2 separate regions of the Sus scrofa genome follow, and region 2 is linked to region 1. A link is a contact called in public HiChIP or PLAC-seq data. All regions are on one chromosome and are shown on one strand. The core of a region is the stretch at or near the end of the contact, and the rest is flanking DNA. Distances in the headings are between cores, read along the strand shown. Region 1 overlaps LOC106510257 (a long non-coding RNA gene). Region 2 holds the start of ATXN10 (ataxin-10).

The links. HiChIP or PLAC-seq counts read pairs in DNA pulled down with a chosen protein or histone mark.
Region 2: a contact with region 1 is called in an H3K27ac HiChIP or PLAC-seq map of alveolar macrophages. The contact joins the promoter of ATXN10 here to the enhancer-like site in region 1. A contact is called at or near these places in 1 of 5 promoter capture datasets (liver), 17 of 47 Hi-C or Micro-C datasets (alveolar macrophages, brain, embryonic fibroblasts and 10 more) and 2 of 2 datasets of contacts at active chromatin or transcription factors (alveolar macrophages and skeletal muscle).

Annotation. Positions count from the first base shown.
Region 1 is chr5:3,619,293-3,625,846 of Sscrofa11.1, forward strand. LOC106510257 (a long non-coding RNA gene) reads left to right here. Exons shown (of 2, transcript XR_001308621.2): 1 at 1-55; 2 at 577-950. Among named protein-coding and RNA genes, the nearest start is that of WNT7B, 100 kb to the left of the region's middle. Within about 2 kb of position 4,784, at least 9 of the 83 cell types and tissues checked have an H3K27ac peak or open chromatin away from gene starts, as enhancers often do. A contact at or near this core is called in alveolar macrophages, where this site is marked.
Region 2 is chr5:3,796,002-3,802,501 of Sscrofa11.1, forward strand. ATXN10 (ataxin-10) reads right to left here and starts at 2,203. Exons shown (of 12, transcript XM_013997462.2): 1 at 1,856-2,203. The coding sequence starts at 1,971.

The sequences.
Region 1 (6,554 bases), core at 3,534-6,033:
GGCTGGCTGCGCTGTCTCCCGGCCTGAGGACGGTGCGCCGCTGCCTTCCGCACGCGTGAGTCACCGGCAGGAGCAGGGAGTTAAACACCCAAGTCACCCCAATTACAGCGTTATCAATCGGGCAATCGCTCTGCAGCCCAACCCAGTGAAACTGGAGAAAACGCCAGCTGGGCCTGGCCGGGAGGAATCCAGCCCTTGGCGAGGACGGCCTTGCTGGCAGGGGCCTCGGTGGTCACGCCAGGCCACCAGCCCTGTGTGGTCCAAGTGGGCAGAGGTGTCAGCCCCGTTCCACAGCCATGGACGTGGAGGCTGCCCCCTGACCCCTCCGGAGCCAAGGCCGCTCCTATGGCTCAAATGCCCAGCAGAGTATCCTGAAAGAGAAGGCTGCCTGGAAGGGGCAGTGGCCTCCGGTGGCCAAGGGCGGAGGGTATGGGGGAGACTCAGGTCGGCCATGTGTCACCCTCTTGGCGCTGGGATGGTGGCTGCTCGGGGAGCATCTGTTCTATGGACCAAGGAAGGCATCTGAGTGACTTCATCAACCTCAACTAGGAGGCTGCCACGATCTCCATTTCACAGATGGTGAAACTGAGGCACACGGAGTCCGTCACGTGCCCAGCATCACTCAACTGAGAAGCAGCCCTACTGACCCCAAGTCCACGCTCCTTCCACGGTGACCTGCCGCCTTTCCGTCCCGACGTGAAGGTGGACCAGCAGAGCGAAGGCACCCGCCCCATCTGAGTGGGTCTGTCCAATGCCCCACGTGTGCCCACGAGGTGTGCGCTGGGCGAATCCACACCGTCTGCTGCCTCCGACACGCTGCGGGCGGGCAGGTGGCTGGGCCTTGGAGAGCGGGGAGGCCAACTACGCTGGCCCACCCACGAGCCGGGAGCTCTCCGTGCTCTTAATCAGTAAGATATGTTTCTGGAATAAAAACCACATCAGCATTTTTATTTTCAAGTTCAGACAAGGTTTTTTTTTTTTTTTTTCCCTTCCCAATTTTCCCTTCCCATGGGCGAGGCTAATCCTCTTGCCTTGAATGACAGTTCTTTAGACTTCGCTGTGCACATACAGAAGTAAAGAATCAATGACAACTGCACGGGGCGGGGGGCTCTCTCTCCAGATTTCGGCCAGACCGCAGCCTGTGATCACGAGGCAAAACGTTGAAAAAGTGATAGACAAGTAGCCACGGGGCCAGCTCCGCGGCGCGTCCAGCCCCGAGTACAAAGGGATGGAGATTGTCCTGCCTGCCTGCTCCCTTTAACCATAAGCCCAAGCACCTGCCCCGGGGCATGGGGACAGGTGGCCCAAAGGTAGATGGGCTCCCCGGACTGAGAGCGAGGAGGGGGGACAGCTGGACGAAAGCTAGACCTTGGGAGACAGATGAACTGAAACAGCAAAGAGCAGAGCTGGAGGGGCCTGTGGGAGGGGAGGAGAGCGGGGCCATGCCAGGGGACCAGGGGTGGGCCCGGGCTCCAGAGGGACACAGGCAAAGAAAACGGAGATCAGGAAAAAGCCTCTCCTGCAAGAGTGGGGCAGACACACCATGGTTACAGAGCAAATATTAGAATTTCCTCCCCCCTCCCCTTAGTGCCTTGCGGGGTGCATTCGCGCTAAAAGTCTCTGCCCCTGGACTCGAACCTGACTTCTATTTAATAAAGGGGTGCAGGGGGAGGGAGGCACGTTCGAGGCAGTAGGTTTGTTGGGCATGTGTTTGGAAGCAGAGCCCAGGAGGCTGAGTCACAATTAGGCAGGTGAAGACGAGGTAACACCGGGAGGAAATTCATCCTGGCAAGACTCGGTGGGGTTCTCCTGGCTTTCTCAACAGGGTGATTCTTCACTGTGGGGTCTGTGGCAGGCATTTAGGGATGTTTGACGCCCTGGCTCCTGCCCCCTGAATGTCAAGTCACGTCCTCCCATAGCCGCGGTGACAACTCACGCTCCCACGAGTTCCCAAATGCCCCCTGGCGGGGGTGGAGGGTACTGCCAGCGGAGAGCTGCTGCGGTAGAAATCAGGCTTGTGCCGAGCCTATGCGTGTGCGCGTACGTGCGGGGAGTCGGGAGGGATGGTGCTTAGAGATGAGGCTGTGGAGAAGCACGCAGCACCCAGACCAAACTGCCTGGAAAGGCATGCTGGGGGGTAAGCCACCCTTGGAGTGGGGGGATGACGTGGCTGATTCATGTTCTAGAAACTTCGCGCTGGCTCCCGGGTGCGGCATGCTTCAGAGGGCGTTCGGACTGGAGACAGCGGCCTGGGATTTTCTTGGTGGAAAGTTCAATCGCCAATTCAATTTCTTTAACAGATATAGGGCTCTGTGGATCTTCTATTTCTTTTTTTGTCCATTTTGATAATTCATGTCTTTAGCAGAAATCATTTCAATTTTCTTGGGGTTTTTTTGCACACACATTCCTCTTTCCCTCATTTTCCTTTTCATGCCTGTAGGATTTGTAGTGATGTCCCCTTTTTCTTGATCTTGTTAATCTGTGGGATTTTTTTTCCTCGAGCAGGCTCACTGGAGATTTGTCAACTTGATTTTTTTTTTTTTTTTTTTAAAGAACCAGCTTTTGGTTTTACTGAGTTTTCTCTGCTGTTTGCCCATGTCTTATTTTATTGATTTCTGCTTTTTAGGGTCGCACCTGCAGCATATGAAGGGTCCCAGGCTGGGGTTCAATCGGAGCTGTAGTTGCCGGCCTACACCACAGCCACAGCCACACCGGATCCTTAACCCCCTGAGGGAGGCCAGGGATCGAACCCGAGCTCTCTACCATCTGTTGCTCAGGGTTCCTAGTCGGATTCGTTTCCACTGCACCACGACGGGAACTCCTGATCTCTGCTTTCCCTGGTAGTTTGCTTTCTTCTACGTCCTTGGTCCTTTGTGTTTCACTAGCTCTTCTTTTTCTAGCTTCTCATGGTGGAAACTTCAGATTGATTTAATCTCTCCTCTTTTCTAACAAAACATTTAAAAGCTCTCAATTTCCTTCAACACAACTTTAGCTGCGTTTCAGAATTGTTCATGTAGAGCTGACCTTGAACAACGTAGGTCTGAACTCTGCAGGTACACTTAGCCCTCCGGTTGCCCTCAGACACCATGGTGCCACATGCTCCCGGACGGACTGAATCCGCAGATGCGGAACTTTGGCCATGGGGGGTGGGGACAATGGGACTTGAGCATCTGTGGATTTTGGTATCTGAGGTGAATTCTGGAACCCACCCCTCACAGATACCAAGGGCTGGCTGTATTCTCTTCTTCTTATCACTCAAACATTTTAAATGTGTTTTATAATTTTTCTTTCACCCACAGGCTATTGGGCAGTGTGCATTTTCATTTCCAAATATTCAGATATTGTCCAGGTATCTTTTTCCAATGGATTTTAATTTCATTCTCATATGGCCAGAACTTAATTCTGTATGTGATGTGATACATATTCTGTATGACTTCAAGCATAAGAACATGACATTAGGAGAAAATTCTGTGAGTAAAGTGAAATGGAAATGCAGCTGCTAGAAGAAAACGTAAACACATTATTTCCAAACATGAAAAGAAAGCACATTCTGTCTATAAAATGGATGTGGCGGGAACTACATTTTTCTACATGTCAATTCTGTTAAAATCACTTACAGGAGTGATGTATTCGTTTTCTTTAAAGCCTCTCTACCATCTGTGGCAAATGATATTATTTGTAACTCTAAATACTTGAGCTGTAGAACAATATCAGCTTGAAATGTTGGTGTAGATTTTTTTCAAAGTTCTTTTAAAAAAATATGAACCAAGAGTCAGAAGACAACGGAGCTAAATAATGAATGAAAGGGTGTCTGGAACTGGGGAGTTGTGTGGGGTTTTTGTTGTTGTTGTTGTTGTTGTTTTTAGATGGGTGAAACTTGAGCCTGTTGGAAAGGACGCACACAGGAGGAAGAGAGAGACCCCCCACCCCACGACCGTGACCCGGGATGGCATCCCTGCTCAAGTGGAGGGACCAGCCCCCAAAGAAGGAGGGCTGGAGGGACCGGTGGATGCAGAGGCAGGAAGAGGAAAGAGACATTTGGGGAAAACAAGCTCTTGCAGAGCCTTGTGGAGCTCGTTGCAGGGGTGCAGGTGGCATGACATAGGTGGGTATGGCGGCGACTGCTATGCACGCTCGCTGCAGGCCCGAGTGTCCCTCGGGGCACCCAGCACAGCTGTAACCGCACTTTCTTTCATGATCTGGTCAACGTCTGCCTCCCTCGGCACACCGGGGGCAGCACGGGGACCACTGACTGTCCAGACGCAGCGCCCGGCAGAGTGCCCGGCACTTGCTGTTTGCTGGAGGAGGGATGGCTGGCCAGGTGTCGGGGTCACAGAGCACAGCTGCGTGAAAGTCACGATGCGCTGTGGTGACCATTTCCCGGCGGCCTGCTGTGCAAAGGCGCCAGATCCACGCCCCCACCCCACCCCCTGCAGCGCCACTTCTGAGTCAGTGGTCCTGGCGCATGAAACACTCTAGGCAGTCGCCGCAAAACCCAGGGGTTCGTGGGAGGTGAAGGTTAAGGTGAACCTACGCCCTTGACAGGGCCCCTGGAGAAGGGGCGTGTTATGGGGGTTTGGGACAATGGGCAAGACTTAGGGGAACAGAGGGAGAAGGATCCACGCAGGTCGGGGGTCAGGGGAGGCAGCGGGGCAGGGCTGGGCGGGGCTCCTGTGCCGCTCCCGCCACGCCCCCTGCGGGGGAGGACCCGCCCAATCACCGAGCATCTTCTAAAAGCGAGCCCCTGCCGCAAACCGTCAGGTTAATCCTCGCTGGATTCTGGCCTGATGGAAAAGAGGTAGGCGCTGGCACTCGGAGATGCCCGGTAACTGGCCGTCCCCAGATGGGGACGCTGCCGGTGGTGAGCGAGGCTTTCTGCTCTGCCAGGCTGCCTCTTGTTTTGCTTGGTCCAACACCTCTGCAGCCGCCAGAGTGAGGGTCTCCTGCTGGGGGGCGGAGGGGGGGCTTCGCACCGTCTCAGGCCAGGGCCCAACTCCTTGGGGGGGCACACGAGGTCGCCCCAAGTTCCCAGAGGCGCTGTCCTTCCGGGCTCCAGGCTGATGCACACGGGCTCCCTGCTCAAAACGCCTTTCGAACCCACAGCCACGGGGAGTGGCCGCCAGAAGCCTTCAGGAAGCCTCTTCTGTTCCCACGGTGGCTTTTGGGGCCCAGGGCTGCAGCTCCTGCTTCGAGTCGGCCTCCCCCATGACACAGGGGGCTCCTCCAGGACAAGGGCCACCGTGGTTTATTGCTTTGACCTTCAGCACACACGGAGCACTTGCACTTGTGTCTGTCTGCTGGGGCCGCCAGAACAAGGTGACAGACTGTGACTTAAGTCCCAGACACCCAGCCTCTCTGTCTGGAGGCCAGAAGTCTAAGACCAAGGTGTCAGCAGGGCGGGTTTCCTCCGAGGCCTCTCCTTGGGCTTGCGGACGGCCGCCATCCTGCTCCTGTCTGTGAGATGGTCCCTCGGAGCACGCACGCCCCTGGGGTCTGTGTCCAGTTAGACTGGACCGGGGTCCGCCCTAACAGCTTCCTTTTAATAAAATCACCTCTTTAAGGGGCTTCTCCCCCGATTCAGCCACATTCTGAGGTCCTCGGGTTAGGGCTTCAACACACGGATACGGGAGGGGGGACAATCCAGGCCTCAGTGCTAAATACCCATCAGGCCCAGCCCCTGCCAGCCCAGCGGGAATGCAGAGGGGCAACCAGGCAGTTAACATGGCCAGGGCCAGCGGAGGGTCCCTTCCCGCCCCAGCTGCAGCAGCCTCCACTGCAACAGGACACACACAAGCCCCCCCACCCCTAGGACCCTGGCAAGGCGTGATGGTTCATCCTGTGTCAACCTGACCAGGCCAGGGCATGCCCAGACAAGGGGTCCAACACGGTTCTGGGTGTGTCTGGATGACTCACACTGGACCCGGTCTGCGTAAGCGAGGCAGACAGGCCTCTCCAGCAAGCGGAAGCCTGAGGGCAGGTGGGCCCCATCGTATTGCTTGGAAGCCCCGAGAACAGAGAAGCTGACCCTCCCCTGAGACGGAGGGCTTTTCCTCCTCCCGACCGCCTTGAGCTGGGACTGGGTTTTCTCTTGTCTTTGGACTTGCAGTGAAGCTGGCTTTCGCTGGGGATCAAGTTCACAGGCCTTCAGGCTGGAACGTACACCCCCGGACTTGCAGCCTGCAGATTTGGGGACTGACCAGCTCCGTGACCACAGCTGCCAGTGCTTTTCATCGGTCCCTTTTCTGCGCAGACCCTGACAGGGCCCCTTTCTCAGGAGAACCTGGTGCCAAGTGGCTGCACCATCCTCACCCACACAGACCAGGAGACTAGGGCTTCGGGCCCCCGAGCAGGGCTTTCCTCCAGGGCGAGAGGTGCCGCCGTGCTCCTTTCCAAGCCCCAGGGCAGCACCTGCCTCCTCCTGGCTCCAGGGAGGGCGAACCGCTCACGGCTTGAGTCAGGCCTGCCAGGTCCTGCCGGCCAAGGTGCCCGCATATTTACTTCAAATGAGGACTTCCAAAGTTCCCGGCCACGGGCCCCCTGCTGAAGGGAGCGCT
Region 2 (6,500 bases), core at 953-3,452, 170 kb after region 1:
AGAGCCCTCAGGTTCCCCATAAACTCCCCTCAGAAAAGACAGAGTCAAGAAAGGCCCTGCAGGAGTTTCCTTGTGGAAGAGCCGGCAGAGTCAAGACTGTGGCACAGGTTCGATCCCTGGCCCAGCAACTTCCACATGCCAGGGGCAAGGCCGAAACAAGAGGCCTTGCAGACTGGCTCAGGATCTTGGACTCATCCTCCGGGTTATAAAAAGGACCTGTTTGTTTGACTGTCTCCCCGCAGCAGACACTTTACCTATTTGTTCCATTTAAGCCCCTCAGAGGCTGTGAAAAACCTGCATGGGGTCCCTTTGCACACACTGCTCTTTCCATTAAGCCCTCTCATCTTGTGAACCGCGCGTCAAAAGTAATCCAAAGCCTTTCCTGGACAGCCATCCAATGGACAGTTCCCTCTGTGCCACCAGCTCCCCTTGTCTAGACCCCCCCTACAATTTCTGTGCACAGCAGTGACCCTAACACGCTTGAAAAAAGGGATGCCACAGTCATCTCTGCACGTTGAGTGCCTGGCAAAGAACCTGTTTCAGAGCAGGTGCTCAACACAGGTTGATGACAGGTTACTGATTAAAAGGAGGGTCCATCATGGTCTAGATATGCTGACGCATGCCCTCACCCAGCTGTCTCCCGGGAGTATCATACCCACTAACCCATCTCCCCAAAAGCCCAAGGAGCCGTGCCCTGGGCTCTTAGCACTCGCAACAGCTCAACGCCTCAATTACAAATGCTACTGTAATTTCAAGCGCTCAGACCCAGAGGACAACCTGGACTTTTGTGTTCCCTCTACTCTTGGTACATGCTCCCACGACACTGCATGAGTACCTGCTGGCTCCCCAGAACAGGACTTTCCTGAGAAGGACTTAGCAGGTTCCAACTTCATCACCTAGCACACGGGGGACCAGCCGCAAATGTATGAAATAGTAACATCAGCTAACATTTACTTAGTACTGTGTGTCACGCAGGTGCCAAGGATTTACTATGCATTACCTCATTTAATCCTTCCAAACAATGTCACCAGGAAGGTACTGTCCAACATTGCTCCTGGGAAACAGACAAGGAAAGGGAGGCCCGGAGAAGACCAGAATGAAAGCAAACAGGCATTGACGGAGGGCACCACGTCCTTTATATGTTCACATGCTTTATTTCATTTATTCCTCCGTACAATTCGGCAATGAAATCATGTATTATAGTCGCATCGTTAGGCAAGAAATCTAAGGCCTGGAGACACTGCCCGATAACGCAGAGCCTGCAGGGCCAGGAACCAAATCCAGGTCTGCCAGACTCCTGGGCACCTTTTACAATGGCGATCTGGCCCTTCAGGGGCACAGCCAGGATTGACGTAGCTCCACCGGGGATGCAAAGCCTCGACTGACAGGCAGAAGGGAGTGGGACTCAGGCCGCCTCCCACCGGGCACCTCTGTAACGCGCCTCTCGCCCAGCAGCACGCACGCTGCCCCCGCGGGGGCGGGGGCGGGGGGGGCTGTCAGGCTGCTCCCAGCGGGGGCCGAGGACAGCACCTTGCACGTAAAGGGGCGCCCTCCACGCGGCTCGACAACAGAGGAGACACGACGTGACCGGGGCTCACGCGTGCTGCGGGTGCCCCTTCCCGCGCCCGGCTTCACACCTGGACTGCCGAGTGGGGAGCAGATGGCGGCCCCCAGGGCACCGCGGGGACCCGCGCGGGGGGACCGCCCGGCATCGGAGCCCGGCGCCCCTCGAGGGAGCGCGGCGGCCTCCGCCCCGCAGCCGTCCGGGGGGAGGGGGCGCCCCGCCCCGCCCCGCCCCGCCCCGCCCCGCAGCCCGGCCAGGCCGCCCCCGACGCTCGCGCCGCCGGGCCGTTACCGATTCCGCTGCTCTTTGAAGAGCGCCGTCAGCGCGCGGAGAGCCTCCAGGTCCTGGATGGGCGCGGGCACCATGACGCCGGACAGCCTGGCGGGCGGCGGCCTGGGCGCCGCCATCTTGCCGCGCGCAGCTCGGGCCGAGCGGCCGCCGACGAGGAGGAGGAGGAGCAGGGGCCGGAGAGGCGGCCGCGGGGGAGGAGCGCGCCCCGCGGGAGCCGGACGCCGCCGCCGCCGCGCCGCTGCAGCCCGAGGCCGAGCGAGAGAGCGCGAGGGCACGCGCAGGGCTGGCCACGGCCGACGAGGACGCGACGGCGCGACGAGGGGAGGGGGCGCGGGCGGAAGTCCCGCCTGCAGGGAGGGGGCGCGGGCGGAAGTTCTCTGTGAGGGGGCGGGACGTCGGAAGGGCGATGGATCCTGGAGGAGAAGCCGAGAGGGGGCGCTAGGACCGGCTCTCCCGCAGGGGCGGAGACGACCTGAGGGGGTCTTGGTGGGAGGGGGCTTGGGGGACATGTGCACCCCGAGGGGAGACGCAGGGTGAGGGGGGCCTCGACAGGAGGGGCTTTGGGAGACAGGTGCACCCCGAGTGATAGATGTGGGCAGAGGGGGCCTCGACAGGAGGGGCTTTGGGAGACAGGTGCACCCCGAGAGGAGATGCAGGTTGAGGGGGGCCTCGACAGGAGGGGCTTTGGGAGACAGGTGCACCCCGAGGGACAGATGCAAGGAGGGGGGTCCCAATAGGAGGGGGCTTGGGGGACCGGTGCACTCCGAGGGGGAGATGCAGGCTGAGGGGGTCTCGAAGGGAAGGGTTTGGCGAGACAGGTGCACCCTGGGGAGCATGGGAAGGGAGGGGAGTCCTGCAGAGGCTCCCCACCCCCCACAAGAAGGCTGAAGACCTTGGATCCTGCGGTTTGAGTGGGTTGATCAGTGCCTGCACAGATCCACTAGGAGCTGGAGCAGACTGTCACCAGCTTGCAGGTTTCAGACTCCGGAAGCCCAGTTCCCAGGTCTTGGTGATCATTTACCAAGGCTTCTTGGGGTTAGAATGCGTCGTTCCAGCTCTTCAAGGGCTTAATATACAATTGGAAGTCAGGGATGGGCCAAGTGGCGTCAAACATGATGTGGAACCTGATGTCAAGCCAGTACTGCCCATCCGGAGCTGGAGTCTATCAGACCTTCCATGGGTACGACAGCCATTGGTCATCAGATGGAAGTGGCACATCTGGGACTGAGATCCAGCAATGCCAAAGGCAAAAGAAAGTGGCCCAAGCTCTTGCCCTCCACCTCTGTCACACTGGCACATGTCCTTAAGCTCTCATCACCTCTGGCCACACCCAGAGGTGTGGTCTTTTATGATCAGATGGAGAAGGGAAAACAGCCAGCTTGGTTCACAGATGGGATTATTTGGTGTGATGTTCATTTCTGATATCCACTGTAGTAAATTATGACAAATTTAGTGGCGTGAAACAACACAAATTTAGTATCTTACTGTTCTGGAGTTCAAAAGACTGAAATAGATCTAACCAGCTAAAATCAGCAAAAGATCAGAAAGAAACATTAAGGAAACCCTTACCACCACATCAAAAAGAGTAAAGTACCAGAGTTCCCACTGCCAGTGGGTTACAGGATCTGGTGTTGCTGCAGCTGTGACATAGGTGGCAGCTGTGGCTTGGATTCAGCCTCTGGCCTAGGAACTTCCAAAAGCCTCAGGTGCTTCCATAAAATTTTTTTAAATGTAAAAATAAAAAGAATAAAATACTAGGAATAAACCTACCTAAAGAGACAAAGGATCTTTATTCTGAAAACTAAGATGCTAATGAAAGAAATAAAAAATGACACAAAGAGATAGAAAGATATACTATGCTCTTGGATTGGAAGAACTAATGTTTTGTCAAATGACCAAACTACCCAAGGCCATCTCCAGATTCAATGCCATCCCTATCAAATTACCCATGGCAGTTTTCACAGAACTAGGAAAAAAACCTGTAAATTTGTATGGAAAAACAAAAGACCCTAAACAGCAAAAGTAATCTTCAAAGAGAAAATCAGAACTGGAGGAATCAGGCCCCTTGACTTAACACTATACTGCAAAGCTACAGTAATCAAAACAGTATGGTACTGGCACAAAAACAGAAATATACATCAGTGAAACAGGATAGAAAGCCCAGAGATAAATCGAGGTGTTGACAGGAACAGGCTTGCATTCCTGGAGCTGCTAGAGTTTGTTTCCTGGCCTTTCCAGTTTTGGGGGCCACCCACGTTCTTTGGCTTATGGCCCCTTCCTCCACTTTCAAAGCCAGCCACAAGGCTGAAGGGTTGAGCCCTTCACACACTGCCATCCCTCCAGATCTTGTTTCCAACATCACATCTCCTTTTCTGACTCTCCTGCCTCCCGCTTTCACCCATAAGAACCTTTGTGATTGCACTGGGCCCACACAGATAATCCAGGCTAATCTCCCAACTCAAGATCAACTGATTGGCCACCTTCCATCTGCAACTTTCATTCCCTCTTGCCGTGCGAGTTGCTATATGCACAGGTCTCAGGGACCAGGATAGGGCCATCTTCGGGGACCATTATTCTGTTTAACCACTCCCGGTGTGTGGGTACGAGCCAAAGTGGAATGTGGCTGGGCCCAGCCCCCTTCAGGGCTGGCTTTGAAAGACAGCAGTAAGTTGACATCTTTTTCTTTTTTTTTCCTATTTAGAGCCACCCCTGCTGCACATGGAAGTTCCCAGGGTACAAGCCAAATCAGAGCTGCATCTGTAACCTACACCAAAGTTTGTAGCAAGGCCAGATACTTAACCCACCGAGTGAGGCCAGGGATCAAACCTGCATCCTCAGACACTCTATCAGGTTCTTAACTTGGGAACTCCAGTTCTTTTTGATGCGATGGTAAATGGGATGGTTTCCTTAATTTCTTTTTCTGATCTTTTGCTGATTTTAGCCCAGTGAGATCTATTTCAGTCTTCTGAACTCCAGAACAGTAAGAGACTACATTCGTGTTGTTTCACGCCACTAAATTTGCCATAATTTACCACAAAGGAGATGAGAAATGAATATTACACCAAACAATCCCATCTGTGAACCAAGCTGGCTGTTTTCCCTTCTCCATCTGATCATAACAGACCCCCGTGGGTGTGGCCAGAGGTGATGAGAGCTTAGGGACATGTGCCAGTGTGACAGAGGTGGAGGGCAGGAGTTTGGGCCACTTGCTTGTGCTGCTTACGGAACCCACATCCTCACGGACGCTGTGCCATGTTCTTTACCCACTAGGACACAACAGGAACACCAGCGAGTGAACATCTTAAGGAACAGAGCTTAGAGTTGTGGGCCTGGTCAACTGGTCTACCATTTTATGCGGAAAGAGAATTGGCTACAGATCAGGATGTATATGGACCTATGGATGGTAGCAAATAGCTTGGCTGCTGGGTCAGAGCCCTGAAGGAAGAAATATTAGAAAACGGGGCAGAGACGTCTGGGGAAGAAGATGTATATGATCTTAATGGACACAAAGAACAAAGATGGCTGTATCCCCCGCTGACACCCACCAGAGGGCATCTGATACTCGAGAGGCATGGGGCATCTAAGCCGACAGAATGACTTTGGCCATCAGCCTTTGCGGCCAGCCACCCTGGAGCTGACACGAAATTCTCATGGGCTAATGCGCCATAGTGGCAGGATGGAGGGCCCAACAGCACAGGCAACCAGCCGCTAAAGCTGATGCATCCGCTGCCTCCTGTCAAATGTTCAGTCTTCTCCCTCCCCTAATCCTGCATCCTTCACCCCACACAGGTGTCAGTCCCTAGAGGAATTCCCAACAAGCTCCCCATGCCCAGATCTCTATCCCCGACTCCCGAGGGAACCCCACTAGGACCAGTTGCTCAACAGCTACTCATTGGGTGGAATTGAACTACCTGCTTCCATCGTGGTCCATGCCATCTTTCCACCTACCATGGAGGAAGGCTGCTGAGACACCCATCCAAGGCTGGTGATCCAAGCCTCTAAGAACCCATTTCTTTCCTAGATGCTTGACTGACCCCAGAACCACCCTCTGTGAGCTTCCGTAATTCATCCCCCTGGGCTCGTCACCGCCCCAGAACATAACTGCACTCAGCGCAGGTAGCACTCTTTTGCTAATGACGGGGTCCAGGGCGCGGGGGAGGGTGCCGTCTTTGAACAGGTGGAGGCGTCTCTTCTGGGCTGGGTGGGCAGTGAGTGAGGACAGGAGGCCGTAACACACCTTGCCCACCCCACACCCAGGCCTCCACTCTCCGCCTGGTCTTAGCCAGTGTGTTCTGCGTGCTCGGTCATTGAGCTCTGCGTCTTCCTTTGCTGGCACGTATACCATCACTCTATGTAGGCATGGGTTTGCTTATCTACTGCCTGCCTGTCCTCCTAAAACGTGAGCTTCTTTTTTTTTTTTTTTTTTTTGTCTTTTTGCCATTTTTGGGGCCGCACCCACGGCATATGGAGGTTCCCAGGCTAAGGGTCAAATCGGAGCTGTAGCCACCGGCCTATACCACAGCCACAGCAACGTGGGATCTGAGCTGCGTCTGCAACATACACCACAGCCCGCAGCAATGCCGGATCCTTAACCCACTGAGTGAGGCCAGGGATGGAACCTGCAACCTCATGGTTCCTAGTCGGA